3 separate regions of the Sus scrofa genome follow, and all the other regions are linked to region 3. The links are chromatin contacts, called in public HiChIP or PLAC-seq maps. All regions are on one chromosome and are shown on one strand. The core of a region is the stretch at or near the end of the contact, and the rest is flanking DNA. Distances in the headings are between cores, read along the strand shown.

What was found. HiChIP or PLAC-seq counts read pairs in DNA pulled down with a chosen protein or histone mark.
Region 1: a contact with region 3 is called in an H3K27ac HiChIP or PLAC-seq map of alveolar macrophages. The contact joins the enhancer-like site here to the promoter of CYP4F55 in region 3. A contact is called at or near these places in 11 of 47 Hi-C or Micro-C datasets (alveolar macrophages, blood, embryonic fibroblasts and 7 more) and 2 of 2 datasets of contacts at active chromatin or transcription factors (alveolar macrophages and skeletal muscle).
Region 2: a contact with region 3 is called in an H3K27ac HiChIP or PLAC-seq map of skeletal muscle. The contact joins the promoter of SYDE1 here to the promoter of CYP4F55 in region 3. A contact is called at or near these places in 6 of 47 Hi-C or Micro-C datasets (embryonic fibroblasts, mesenteric adipose tissue, omental adipose tissue and 3 more) and 2 of 2 datasets of contacts at active chromatin or transcription factors (alveolar macrophages and skeletal muscle).

The regions. Positions count from the first base shown.
Region 1 is chr2:62,389,663-62,392,362 of Sscrofa11.1, reverse strand. NOTCH3 (neurogenic locus notch homolog protein 3) reads right to left here. Exons shown (of 33, transcript XM_021083631.1): 28 at 2,548-2,632. Among named protein-coding and RNA genes, the nearest start is that of NOTCH3, 27 kb to the right of the region's middle. Within about 2 kb of position 1,307, at least 1 of the 83 cell types and tissues checked has an H3K27ac peak or open chromatin away from gene starts, as enhancers often do. A contact at or near this core is called in alveolar macrophages, where this site is marked.
Region 2 is chr2:62,452,557-62,455,256 of Sscrofa11.1, reverse strand. It overlaps SYDE1 (rho GTPase-activating protein SYDE1), which reads left to right and starts at 1,313. Exons shown (of 8, transcript XM_003123426.4): 1 at 1,313-1,527. The coding sequence starts at 1,440.
Region 3 is chr2:62,069,502-62,072,201 of Sscrofa11.1, reverse strand. CYP4F55 (cytochrome P450, family 4, subfamily F, polypeptide 55) reads left to right here and starts at 1,250. Exons shown (of 13, transcript NM_001244636.1): 1 at 1,250-1,372; 2 at 1,663-1,861. The coding sequence starts at 1,664.

The DNA.
Region 1 (2,700 bases), core at 58-2,557, 320 kb before region 3:
CACACCTGTCTATACACTAGACAGGAACACACCTAAAATGAAGTTAAGAGAACAATCCTATTGACAACAGTATGGAGAAAAACAAAAAATTTTAAGGAGTTCCCACTGTGTACAACAGGACCAGAAGCATCTCTGGAGCACTGGGACACAGGTTCAATCCCCAGCCCAGCACAGTGGGTTAAGGATCCTGCCTTGCCAAAGCTGCAGCGTGGGTCACAACTGTGGCTTAGATCTGATCCCTGGCCTGGGAACTCCAAATGCCACTGAGTGGCCGAAAAAGAAAACAAACAAACAAAAAACTTTAAAATTAAATTTAACAGAAGAAATGCAAAGCTTGTATTCTGGAAATTACGAACTATTGATAAAAGAAATGTGGGAGTAGAGGGATCCTGCAAGGATCAGTATTAATCTGGGAAAGGAAGGGAAGGTGAGTGGGAAGATGAGAAGTAGGGAGTTACCCTGGATACCATGAAGGCTCCCACCTGGTACCACAAACAAGAACATGAGGTATCAGGACTGAATAATCACACACTTGTGTATTGATTTATCCTCAGGAGCCCAGCACCTGGGCCCCTCGCAGGAGCTCAATACATTTCAGACTCATGGTCCACAAGAATGAATGATGTTATCCAAACGAAGTGGGATATTCCTAACTAGCCTGGCTGGACATTTAAGAGCCTACAGACAGAGAGCTTGATCAAGCCAGACCTGAGCTTACGAACCCAGATGGGGAGATGAAATTCACAAAAGGGAAGATCCAGGTGATGGACAGCTAACCAGAAAGGGGTCCTGGAGGATGGGAGAGCCTTCAATGTTGATTTGATTTCTGACACTGTCACTTAATGGGCTTGTGACCCTGGGCAAATTACATCAGAACTCTGAACTTCTCATGATAATGCAATCACTCTGCAATGCTAAAACGCCATCATAAACATTATGCACCATATACTGAACGCCACTTTTGGATGAGAAAGGGAGAAAAAAGCCTGGGGCAAGCAGATTTCTTCAGTTGTCAATTGTAATAGATGTCTCCATTTCAACAAACATTAAAATATAGGCAGGCCAGAAATAGCTAAGAATGGAGATGTCTATCAATAGCTGCTTTATGGCATCCTCCTAACGATGAAACAAGTTGCTTTGTGTGTTTTCAAGACATTCAGCAAGTATGAAAGTAATGCTAGCAGGAGCCTGTTATGAATTGTGTTCCCCCCCAAAAAAATATGTTGAAGGCCTAACCCCCAACATGACTATATTTAGAGATAGGGCTTTTAAGGAAGTAATTAAGATTAAATGAAATCATAAGGGTGGGGTTCTATAAGAAAAGGAAGAGAAGAGTTCCCCTTGCAGTTTAGTGGGTTAAGAGCCCAACATAAGGAGTTCCCTTCGTGGCTCAATGGTTAATGATTCTGACTAGGATCCATAAGGATACAGGTTTGATCCCTGGCCTTGCTCAGTGGGTTAAAGATGTGGCATTGCCATGAGCTGTGGTGTAGGTCGCAGATGCAGCTCTGATCCCAGCAGCTGTGGCTCAGATTAGACACCTTAGCCTAGAAACTTCCATGTGCCACAGATGAGGCCCTAAAAAGCAAAAAAAAAAAAAAAAGAGCCTAACATAGAGTCCATGAGGATATGGGTTCAATTCTCAGACTCCCTCAGTGGGTTAAGGATCTGGCATTGCCACAAGCTGCAGTGTAAGTTGCAGATGTAGCTCATGGCTGTGGCAGAGACTAGCAGCTGCAGCTCCAATTTGACCCCCAGACTAGGAACTTCCATATGCCACAGGTGCGACCATTAAAAAAAAGGAAAAGGGAAAGAAGAGGAGTTCTCTTGTAGTGCAGTGGATTAGGGATCTGGTGTTGTCACTGCAATGGCTGCTATGATGCAGGTTCAACCCCCAGCCTAGGAACTTCCACATGCTGTGGGCATGGAGAAAAAAAATTTCATTTGGAATAGCATAATGAACTAGTAAATATCCAGGAATAAATCTAACAAAAGATATGGAGAAAATTATAAAATTTTATAAAAAAAATAAGAAGAAGAAGAAGAGATACCAGCATTCTCTCAGCATCCACACACAGAGGAAAGGCCACGTAAGGACACAGTGAGAAGGCACATTCTACATGCCAGGAGAGCCCTCACCAAGAACTAATCCTGCCAGCACTTTGATCTCGACCTTCAAGCCTCCAGAACTGTAAGAAAATAAGGGTCTGTTATCTGAGCCACCCAGTCTGCGGCACTTCATTAGGGCAGCCCAGGCTGAATAGACAGGGCCCACAGGTGTGGTCCTAGGATAGGAAAAGATGAGCTGGGAGCACTCTCAGGCGGGGCACATAGGACAAAGTTGGATGCAGCAGAGAGAAAGCAGAATCACTGTCTGGGCCAGGAGATCCCCTCTGGGAAGACCCCAGGCTGGCCCAGTTAGAGGAGCAGGATGGGGTGGGTACCATGGCTGTTCTCCAGAGCCAGGGACAGTGGACATTTCCCTCCCTCTCCCGCTGACCACTGGGCCCCCACCCAGGACCCTGAGGGCAGAAGAGGGGACACAACCTTCAGTCGTTTGGCCTCTGGGCAGTCTGTGTCCATCCAGTCTGTGGCCACCTCCCCCATCAGACTCTCACCCTTGGCCATGTTCCTGTGGGACAATGGGAAGGGGGACAATGGGTGAGTAGGCACGGGGGGTGGGATGAGTCCAGTGAGGGG
Region 2 (2,700 bases), core at 64-2,563, 380 kb before region 3:
GGTCACATTGACACATAGCCCACTGAGAGAGGTGCAGCCTATGACCCCTCTCCTTGAATCTGGTGCGAGAAGTAACACAGTTTGGCACTCAAAGCTGATTCAGCAAAGGTAATGTCTTGTTCATTTTGGATTTTTTTCTGCCTTGCCTGTGGCATGCAGAAGTTCCTGGGTCAGGGATGGAACACACATCACAGCAGTGACCAGTCATAGCAGTGACCAGAGCCACAGCAGTGACAAAGCCAGATCCTTAATCCACTGCACCACCAGGGACTTCCTGCCTTGTTCTTTTTTTTTTTTTTTTTTTTTTTTTTTTTTTTTTTTTTAGGACCACACGCACAGCAAATGGAGGTTCCCAGACCAGGGGTCTAATCAGAGCTATAGCTGCCGGCCTACGCCAGAGCCACAGCAAGGCCAGATCCAAGCCCCATCTGCGACCTACACCACAACTCATGGCAACTCCGGATCCTTAACCCACTAAGCAAGACCAGCAATCAAACCCACAACCTCATGGATTCTAGTCGGATTCACTTCCACTGCGCCACGACAGGAACTCCCTGCCTTGTTCATTTTTGAAGCTTCGGTAGATAAGCAAGAAGCCCAAATACTCTTGACTATTGAGCTGCTCGAAGCCCCCAATTCACATGGAGAAGCATGTGTAGGTGCCCTATTCCACAACCCCTATAGAGGTCCAGCCCACACCTGGCATCAATTGCAAGATCTGTAAGTGAACATTTTTCCAGGTGATTCTGGACCCTCACTTGTTGAGTAACCCCCTAAACCTCAAAATCTTTCCAACTGAATAGAAACAATGTTAGCTCACATTTCTGACCCACAGCATGTGTGAGCATCATGAAACTCTGTTTCACACCACTAAGTTTTGGGATGGTTTGTTAAACAGCAGCAGTAATTGGAATTGCCGGGGGCCGGTTGAGGGGAGGAGAACTGGGTGGAGGAGACAGGCACCGCAATGGCATCAGGAAACTAAGGAAATGGCCATGTCTTCAAAAACTGAGAGGTGCCTAGGGCTTGCACCAGGCTAGAACAGTGGATGGGGGGAAAGAAAAGGGATAAGTGCCCGATGAATTTTGTAATAAACCCAAGAGAACTTGCTGTAGGCGGTCATCAACAGAAGATGGATACGAGGAAAGATGAGGGCCTGGTCCTGCTCTACAATATTCAGTTGGAGCCCAGGAGGCAGCACAGAGCCCCCATTCACTCCCCTCTCGGCCCCAGGCGACTGACTACATATCCCAGCATCGCCCGCTCAGGCCGCGGGAAGGGGAAAGAAAAAAAAAAAAATTGGGGCCAAGCATTCCCGGAATGCGCTTCCTGCTGCCGCTGGACTGGGGGCGGGCGGGGAGGCCCAGGCGGGGCGGGGAGGGCGGGGGGCGGCGCGGCCCGAGCCCGGGGCGCGCACTCCGCCCGGCCCGGGCCCCAGCATGGCCGAGCCGCTGCTCAGGAAAACCTTCTCCCGCCTTCGGGGCCGGGAGAAACTTCCCCGGAAAAAGTCGGACGCGAAGGAGCGCGGTGAGAGGGGAAGGTGGAGAAGAAGGGGCGCCAGACCCCATCTGGCCTGGGAGGGGGTGTCCCGAGGCCCCAAGGAGGGACCACTGAGGGGACTGGGGAAGCCCAGCGGAGCCCCCTGCGGGCCGGGGTTGGGGGCCGGGGTAAGCAGGGGTCCTGGAAGTAACGGGCTGGGGGGAGAGGGGGCGCGGACCGTTATGTGCGCCTGGCCAGGGATGCCAGCGCTGCGTGCTCCTTGGGAGGCCCTGGAGGGGGCCTCACCCCTGACAGGAAATGGGGCCGAGGCGGAGCGCCTGGAGAGTGGAGGGGAGGAGGAGGTGGGAGGCTGAGAAACTGGGGTTTAGTCAAGTCAAGCAGGGAATACCCTGAGCCCTAGAGACCTGGTATAGGGTTGCCAGGCATACTCTTGCAGAGGAGGGAGAGAGGCGGTTCATCAAGCATGGTGGCCACCCCCTACCACCGTCCTCCCCCAACCGCCCCCGCCCCCCGCGACCTATTAACCAGTGACTGCAGCTGAACCCACCTAAGGCAGCCCCAGGAAACTGTCCCCTTTATACAGATGGGGAAACTGTGGCACAGAGAGGTTGAGTAATTTACCAGTGCCAGTGAAGTGATTTAACAGCTCTTTGGACTATGCTACTAAATGAAACCTCCAAGGCTGAGTCCTGGGGAATAGAAATCTGAAGTGACCAGAGGAGGGAGTCCACAGGCAAGACCTTAAAGAAATGGGAGCTGTGTCAGACAGGAAGTCCCAGGAAGGAAGGAGTTAAAGGAGGGGGTGCAGAGGACTGCATGGATCTGACCTCCCCCCCAGCCCTTCCCAAAGATTCCCAAGGTTCCCAGAGCAAAGGGACAGGGGTGCCCACGCACAGAAAAACACAGGAAACAGCTCGAGATGTCAGAAAGGGGAAGATGAGGGGGGAGGGAGGTCAAGGCATTGACCATGGAGGCCTGGCCTGGGCTGAGAGACAGGACCCGCTCCAAAATGCAGGCAGAGTTTGGAACACAAGCAAGGAGTTGGGGAGTGACATGCTGCAAGTAAGGGAAAACACAGCAGGCACTCTTGCTCTTATGCCTGCTCTTGTCTTCCAAGCAAGCTAGCCAGCGTCCACTGTGGACTATGGGTTTGACCAAGATGTGAGTGCCTGGGAAATGCTTCCCATGCTGAGCTCCCCA
Region 3 (2,700 bases), core at 1-2,500:
CTTCTGCTTGTGCTGTCTTGTTAAATTACTTCTCTGTGTGGCTGGAGCGAGTCACTGAACCTTTCTGGACCTGTTTCCTCTTCCTTCCTTTTGCTTCTCTTCACCCCTATCTGGCTACCCCTGTTGCCTCTCACTTACCATAGCCCTGCTCCTGGCCCTTCTCTGAATGGACACCTCAGCAGGTGGATCACTTTGGCCAAGGAGGCAAAGAATCTGGGACAGGGCACACAAACTTGCTGAGGGCTTCAGGACCAGTCCCTCAAAAGCTGGATTATGTGGGCCTGGAAGGAATGGGGTAGTGGTGGCAGGAGAGGAAATTTGGGCATTTTCCAAACATTCTATTAGCTGCAGCAGGAATGTCTGTCCAAATCCTCTCACTTTGCATCTCCATCCTTCAAACTCATCCTCATCTTGGAGCCTGATCTTGGGGAGACCTCATGAGGGCTGAGATTACTTTACAGGGGAGTTTAGGACAGGATCTGGAGGTGACGAAACACATTTACAGCTGATATCCCAATTCCCAGACGGGAAGGCTGAGCCCAAAGGAGGTTGGCACAGCCTATAGTTAGAGTGAGGGCAGGGCAGAACTCCACTCAAGATCTCCCAGCTTTGCCTTCCCCTGTGTGGACCCTGTTCTCTCCTGACCCCTCTCAGCCTTACACCTCAAGCCTCCAGCTGTCCTCTTCTGACTGGGCCCTTGACCCCCTGAATCTGCTGTGGTAATCCCCAGCCAGGCTGGTTTCTCTTTTCCTACTCCCAGCAGTTTTATCCCAACCCAAGGCCTGGGTTGCTTGGAGGCAGGGCTTAAACTCCTGCCAGGCTGCGTGCCCTGGAGGCCAGAAGTTTCTTGCCTCTGGGCTTTCTGATTCTGTGCCAAGAAATGGTGCATGCTGCCCTTCTGGCCCACACGTGGTGAGAGCCACGGAGATGTTTTGGGACATGGTTTGCACCCGAAACACTCATAATTTTACCTGCTGTACCCTGGCCTTGGAAGGGCAGGGGCAGCTGTAAACACAGGGGCACAGAGTCACCTTTGTCCGCCTTCCAGCAAGCTGAGTGGGAGGTGCTGAGTCCCAAGAAGTCAGCATCTGCACCACGTGAATCTGAGCTGGTTCCTCTCTGGAGCCAGCTGCTCCAGGTTTCTAAGTCTTGGGCAGACTCCAGGTGGGAGGAGGCAGCCAGGCAAGCAGGGATTGGCTGACCCACTCAAGGCCTCCCCCCCCACCACCGCCACTCCCGACTGGCCCCATTTGGAAGTCAGGACAGGGAAGAAGACTCTCCAGGATGAGGACAGAAGAAGCTGTGTGGGACTAGTTGCTCCAGACAGAAGGTGCAGCGCTGGCGTTGGTGGGGCTGAAAGTTCTGGCCCAGGGTAGGGAGGGGCACTGCCCAAGGCAACTTTCCACTGATTCCAAGTGGGCATTTCTTCATTATCTTCTCTCTCGCCCTCTCCCTGTCTCTTTCTCTTCCTCTGGATTTTCCTGGGTCTCCTCCCCTCTCTGAGCCTCAGTCTGCTCATCTCTGAGTCCTTCCTTCCCCAGCACTCACCCCCTTGTTCCTCTCCCTGTATTTGTTTGTCTATTTGTCTCTGCCTCAGAGCTCACCCTCACTGTCCCTTTGCTGAGTCTCAGGAGCTCACTCTCCACACCATCTGCCCTACAGGATGCTGCAGCTGAGCCTGTCCTGGCTGGGACTGGGGCCTGTGTCAGCCTCCCCGTGGCTGCTCCTGCAGCTGGTCGGTGCTACCTGGCTCCTGTCCCGAATCCTGTCCTGGATCTATGACTTCTATGACAACTGCTGCCGCCTCCGGTGTTTCCCGCAACCCCCAAAACGGAACTGGTTTTGGGGTCACCAGGACCTGGTGAGTGTGGGCAACAGGATGGGTCTGGGGAATGATGGTGTGTGGACTTCCTGAGGGGTCGGGGATCAGGCTCAGGGAGGTTGGGGTCTGAGGTTGAGCTGGGGTCTAGGGCAGCAGAGAAGTAAGGGAGAGCATTTTCCTCACTTCTCCACTGGGTCGAACCCTCTCCTCTCTGTCCACTCTATGCCCCAATATTTTCATGGTTCATAGTCTTCCTCACCCAAGGCCAGTTTGGGGTTATGTTCCTGCCCGTCTTCCCTACACTGGTGCACATCTGAGGAGCTCTCAGAATGGGCTGGAGAGAGCTGGGTCCTCTAGTGACAGAATGGGCTGCAGAGAGCTGGGTCCCCTAGTGACCCCATGGTGTCCACTGCTGGTCTTGAGGCCTCCTCAGGGCCACTGTCCAGGGTCTGTCCCTGCCTGGCCCATCTCTTTTGGTTTCAGGTCAGTGTCTGCTCCTCTCTGGGCTTCTGCTTCCCAGAGGAATCAGCTATGACTTCCACCCCTCTTATGCCCCTATGGGGGTACAGCAGGAGCTGAGGAGATGTGTGGTCAGTCTCTCCTCCTCCTCCCCTTCCTCTGGCGTCTGTCTCTTCCAAACTTGTCTTCCACCCTCAGGATATATCAGTGGGCCTCTCTGCTCAACTTGGATAAAAGTGGACCCTTCCCTCTTTCAGAAGGAATCACTCGGACCTAATGGCCAAATTTCCTGGGAGGGTGGGAGGGGGCTCCTGGCCCACCTTCCTAGCCTCATCCCCAGAGCCCCTTCCTTTGTGCTGCATTAGCCTACTTTGGCCCTAATCCCAATAAGGACTTTGTCATCACTAGCAAAGGCACAA